2 separate regions of the Callithrix jacchus genome follow, and region 1 is linked to region 2. A link is a contact called in public Hi-C data. All regions are on one chromosome and are shown on one strand. The core of a region is the stretch at or near the end of the contact, and the rest is flanking DNA. Distances in the headings are between cores, read along the strand shown. Region 1 has its middle 95 kb from the start of CEBPB. Region 2 holds the start of CEBPB (CCAAT enhancer binding protein beta).

Region 1 (2,700 bases), core at 124-2,623, 95 kb before region 2:
GGGGACTGAGATTCAAACCTGGCTCCAAAGCCTGTAATGGGGTTCAGTTCTGTCATCCAGAAAACAGGCACCTGAGCTCAGCTCTGTTCCAAAAACAACAAAGAAGCCAGAGTCCTGGAAGCGTCCCTGGATGCTTTGGGAGCCCTGAAGGCTGACATCAGACGTGGCTGCCCCTCTCTAGGTCTCACTGTCCCCATTTGTTCACTAATGGGGTCACATCAGGCAACGCCTAAGGAAGGCCCCAGCCGGTCTGACCCAGGGGAGCTTCAAAGCCTGTTTCCCAGAAGCCTCTGCCCCGGGAGATGTAAGAGGAGCTGGAGGCAGAGCCAGAGGGGGCCAGCCCTACAGGCCTGCCATTCCCTGAGAGGTCGTCCTGACCCAGGAACGAGACTGCACAGGCAGCAGGAAGCTGGCCAGGCAGAGAAGGCAGGGGCATCGGCTGCTGAGGGTGGGATTTGATGAGGCTAGAAATCAGAGCCAAAGCTAGCACCACCGCAAGGCACTGGGTTTTGGGTGCTTACTAAGGACAGGGCATGGTGCTAAGCACTTTCCATTCATTCATTCATTCATTCATTCTGCAACTATGGACTGAGCACTTTCTTGTATGAGGTGTTTTGTTGGGGTATGGGGACACAGTGATGACCAACAGAGATAAAGATGGAGCTGCCACCCTGGGGCGGGTCAACAGAATAAGCAGGAACCATGATGGGTCAGGTAGCACTGAGAGATGAGGAGAGGAATTCAGTAAGGAGAGAGTGTCCAGGCAGGAAAGGCCTCATGAGCTGCGACATTTGAGCAGAGACCTGAGGGAGGTGCAAGGGCGCAGGGAAGAGCACAGGTGGAGGCTCTGGGTGGGGCATGCCCGGTGCATTTGAGGACCAGCCAGAGGGCCAGTATGGCAGGGGCAGAGTCAATCCCTCCAAATGCCAGGGGAGCAGGCACTGTTATTACCGCCTTTTACAGAAAAGGAAAGTTAGGCTCAGAGCAGGGAAGTGACTTGTCGAGAGTCACACAGTCTGGAAGTGGCAGTGTAAGGAGCAGTCACTCCTCACATCGTCAGGCCATGCCGGAGCGCATCCATGCCAACGGCCCTGTGTGTATGACGAGCCTGCGTGGCCCAGGGTGGCTCCCAGAAAGCATGTGTCATCTACCTTGGTCACAGCCGTGGGTGGTATGATTGTGCAATCCAGAGCCCTGCAGGGAGCCAGGGGCCTGGACCGAGGGTAGGCTGGGACCTGACACAGTCCTGGCCGCACCCAGGTTCAGGCCTGCCCTCACCCTGCCTCCCAAGCCCTGTGGGGTCTAGGGGCAGGGGCCACCAGATAGCCAAGAATCCAGGGGGCTCACTCACACTGAGGTGTGAGGGACTGCTAGAAGCCCTGGGCTGACCCTTTCACCAGATCATAGCAGCAGCTTTGCAGCCTCAGTTTCCCCCTCTGTCAGATGGTGGATCCTCTTAGGGGGTCTCCAACAGCAGTTGCAGGTTCTTGGGTCCAGAGAGAGACAGGGCTTCCTGAGTCACACAACCAGTGGCTGACAGTCAAGGTGACCCTGGCCTGCTCACACCTGCCACCCAGGCTCCACCACTCCCCCTCCCCCACACTCTCGCTGCCCACACTGCCAAGCCCTGGCCCACGCTGCCCACTCTCCTGGGAGCACCTTTCCCCTCCTCCTGTGAAAAAGAGGGAAGACCAAGACAGGCAGATCACCTGAGATCAGGAGGTTCGAGACCAGCTCGACCAACATGGAGAAACCCCATCTCTACTAAAGATATAAAATTAGCCAGGCATGGTGGCACATGCCTTTAATCCCAGCTACTTGGGAGGTTGAGGCAGGAGAATCACTTGAACCTGGGAGGTGGACATTGCAGTGAGCTGAGATCTCACCATTGCAATCCAGCCTAGGCAATAAGAGCAAAACTCTGTCTCAAAAAAAATTTTTTTTTAATTTAAAAATTTTAAAAGAATACAGGATGGTCAGGGATGAACAGGGAGAGAGTGTGGAGGAGGCCGAGGCTACTTAAGGGAGGGGAAGGGTCAGAAAAGGTGTCTGTCGAGGGTGGCATCTGAACTCAGACCTGAAGAGGTGAGGGAGTCGGGGGCATCCACGGTGGATGAGGGCTCCAGGCTCCTGCAAAGACCCTGAGATGGAAAAACCCAGGACTTCTTGAGGAATGGCAGGAAGCCATCGGGGCTGGAAGGGTGGAAGCGAGGGAAAGAGAGGCGGCAAGGTCATCAAACAGGTGGAGGGTTCGTTGGGGGGTCGCACCTGGTCTCACAGGCCACAGGAAAGACCAGGATCCCTGGGAGGGGTCTGTGTGGGAAGGGATAGGTCCCTTCTGACAGGTTCCTCTGGTCACGTGTGGAGAACGGACGGTGAGGGGCTGAGGGAGAAAAGGAAGCCAGGAGGTGACTGCACCAGTACAGGCAGTGGTGCTGGTGGCCAGGGCCGAGGCAGGGGCCTGGAGGTGAGGAGACGAGGGCAGACTCCGGGTCCACCTGGAAGTTGGAGCCGACAGGATGTGATGAGTGATCAGACGTGGGGCAAGTGAGAGGGAGAAGGCCAGGGAGACTCCCTGGTTTGGGGGTCCACCTGGAGGATGGAGGAGCCATTGGTAGAGGTAGGACTGGTTTCGGGGGCAGATCAGCAGTGGAGTCCTGGCCGTCCTGGGTCTGAGGCTCCTCTTGGCCATCCCGGCAG
Region 2 (2,978 bases), core at 85-2,584:
CGGCGCCGCCGGGGGCGGGGGCGGGGGCGCGGGCGCGGGTGCGGGCGCTCCCCGGAGTCTCGGCCCCGGCCGGCAGGGGGACGCGCGCGGGGGCCGCGTTAGCAGTGGCCGGAGGAGGCGAGCAAGGGCTCGGGAAGCTGCTTGAACAAGTTCCGCAGGGTGCTGAGCTCGCGCGACAGTTGTTCCACCTTCTTCTGCAGCCGCTCGTTCTCGGCCGTGAGCTCCAGGACCTTGTGTTGCGTCTCCAGGTTGCGCATCTTGGCCTTGTCGCGGCTCTTGCGCACGGCGATGTTGTTGCGCTCGCGCCGGATCTTGTACTCGTCGCTGTGCTTGTCCACGGTCTTCTTGGCCTTGCTCTTGACCTGCGAGGGCGCCGGCGCGGCCCCAGCGTAGCAGGCGGCCGGGGGCGCCTTGGCGTCGGCGGGGCTCGGCGTGCCGGGCGGGCTGGACGACGAGGACGTGGAGAGGCTCCCGCTGCTGCCGCTCGGCACAGCCTGGTAGCCGAGGTAAGCGCGCAGCGCGTACGGGAAGCCCGCCGCCATGCCTGCGCCGCCGCCCGGCGCCCCGGCCTCCTCCTTCCGCTTGCAGTCCGCGGGCTCGAAGCCCGGCTCCGCCTTGAGCTCGGCGGGCGGCGGCGGCGGCGGGGGCGGCGGGTGCAGGGGCGCGAAGCAGCCGGGGTGCAGCGCGCCCTTGGCGGCCCCCAGGCGCCCCAGGCTCACGTAGCCGTACTCGGCCGGCTTCTTGCAGTTCTTGCCCCCGTAGTCGTCGGAGAAGAGGTCGGAAAGGAAGTCGTGGTGCTGCCCGGAGGAGGCGGGCGCGGGGGCGGGCGCAGGCGGAGCCGCCTCGAAGGTGTCCGTGGCCGTGGCGGGCGCCGGGGCCTGCGGCGCGCCCAGCGGCTCCAGGTACGGGCTGAAGTCGATGGCGCGCTCGTGGTCGCCGATGCTGCCCAGCTCGCCGGCGGGGGGGCGCGGCCCGGGTCTGGCCGCGGGGGGCGCCGCGGGGGCCGCCTTGCCGCCGTACGCAGCAGCCAAGCAGTCCGCCTCGTAGTAGAAGTTGGCCACTTCCATGGATTTAAAGGCAGGCGGCGGCGGCAGGGGGAGACATGCTGGGTCCCAGGCCACCAGGCGTTGCATGAACGCGGGTGCCCGGGGAGGGGGCCTGGGGCTGCCCGCTCCGGCCGGCCCGCAGGTGGCGCGGCCTCCCTGCTGTGAGCTGTCGCCGCTGCGTCGCTGCTGCTGCCGCGGCTGCCGGGGTGGCCGCTATTAGTGCGGGGGCTGGTGGCTGGACCCTCGGGTGGGTCCCCTTCCCAGTCCCGTGCGCGGCTCTGACTCGCTAAAGTTTCTCCTGAGCCCGGTTATTTATAAGGGCGGCCCGTAGCAACCGTGCGTCACGCCGGCCCCTCCCGCCGCCGCCACCGGGACGCGGAGGACACGGCCGCGGACGCCCGAGACCCCCGGGAGGCCGGTGGCGGGGCGCAGCGGAGGGACCGGGCACCCGGAGCGCGTTTTCCGGGGGTCCCCGGGCCGCGGGGGGAGCGGCATCGCGCCCCCTGCCCACCCGCGCTCGGCCGCCCCGGGATTGGGAGCGAGAGGGGGCGGTGCGACCCCGCCCCCGGACCGCCCCTCTGGGCTGGAGGCTGCCCTGAAAGGCGGGGGAATCCGAGGAGGGGGCGACCTGAGCGCCTTCCCCCCGGAGACGCGGCCGCGGCCCGCCCCCTGCTGGAGGAGGCGGAGGTTTCAGGAGGGCCGAGCCGAGCCCGGACTGCCGACCGGGGGCCGCTCCCCGGGCCGATCCCTGGAGACCCCAGGCCGCAGCTCTAGCTCCTGGAGAAGCGACCCATCCCCGTGGCCCTTCCTCTCCTAAACTCCCACCCCTTCCCCAGGTCCCTGGCTCTAGAAAGGAGACTCCAGGCCTGTGACGACTCCCTCTTAAGCCACCAATATGAGGATCCCGGGGGTCGGGGAGGGGACAGGGCAGGAGCGCGCTCCGCTGGGGGCTGGACCCTGGTGGACGGCGCCCCGCCCACCTCACCTGCCGCCTGCTCGCGGCTTCAACACCTGGGTCTTCTCCCACCCCGCACCGCACCACCCGACCTGGGCCCTGCGATGGGGATGGAGTTGGGGGGCGCTCGGCCCTGCCACACTGTGTGACCTTGGGTGAGTCCCTTCACTTCTCCCAGCTGCAGTCCATGAAGGGTGTCCCTACTGTCAGCAGTGGTGGCATTGTTCCTACAGACTCCCCAACCTGAGGTTTACCTTATAGGCAGCACATCGGAGAAAAAGGGACCCCCACGGATTGTGCCACTGGAGGCCCAGAGGGGGCATAGCATGGCATACCAAGGTCACAGCCTAGTGTCCCGCCCACATTCATCCCACACGAAATGCCTGCCCTCTCTGGGCCCTAAGACCTATTGCCAGCCCCAGAGACCAAAAAGCTTCTGTTTCTGAAGCTGCCGTGAGCGGCTTAAGCCAGGCCTCACGGGAGAGGGGGTGGCATTCAGGAAAGAGAAGAGACACCCCTGTTTTTACCAAGTCCCTGCCCTGTGCTCGGGGTGGGCCTGGACCCCAAGGTTCAACTTTTTTCACCCCACCAGGAAGATGCTTCTGCTGCTGCCTTTTCACAGACGGGAAAGTGACAAGCACCAGTCTGGACTTGAGCACAGGCCAGAGGTCCTCTGACCACTGCCCGCCTCTGCTGGGTAGGCTCAGGTCAGAGGGCCCTTTGCCCTCCGGGACCCACTCCTAGGCCACTGGGGCAGCTCCCTGGGCCCACCTCTCTGCCACTCCTAGCCCAGGCTGCCCAGGCAGGAGCTCCCAGCCTGCCAGGGGCTGACCCCCGGCCCACTGACCCCAGCCCTGGCCCCAGCAGGCAGGCGGGCATTGCTCAACCTTCGATGTTATCTGCTGAGCTGGGGTGACCTCTGCCCCCAAGAGCTGGAGAAATAACATTTCTGGGCACCCTTGGTGGGTAGGAGGCAG

The links. Hi-C and Micro-C count contacts between places; a contact is called where the count stands out from the background.
Region 1: a contact with region 2 is called in a Hi-C map of skeletal muscle, with 3 times the contacts expected there. The contact joins the enhancer-like site here to the promoter of CEBPB in region 2. A contact is called at or near these places in 2 of 3 Hi-C or Micro-C datasets (both in skeletal muscle).

Annotation. Positions count from the first base shown.
Region 1 is chr5:45,821,449-45,824,148 of calJac240_pri, reverse strand. No RefSeq gene overlaps it. Among named protein-coding and RNA genes, the nearest start is that of CEBPB, 95 kb to the right of the region's middle. Within about 2 kb of position 1,373, at least 3 of the 16 cell types and tissues checked have an H3K27ac peak or open chromatin away from gene starts, as enhancers often do. A contact at or near this core is called in skeletal muscle, where this site is marked.
Region 2 is chr5:45,725,970-45,728,947 of calJac240_pri, reverse strand. CEBPB (CCAAT enhancer binding protein beta) reads right to left here and starts at 1,334. Exons shown (of 1, transcript XM_003732845.5): 1 at 1-1,334. The coding sequence starts at 1,133. The coding sequence ends at 99.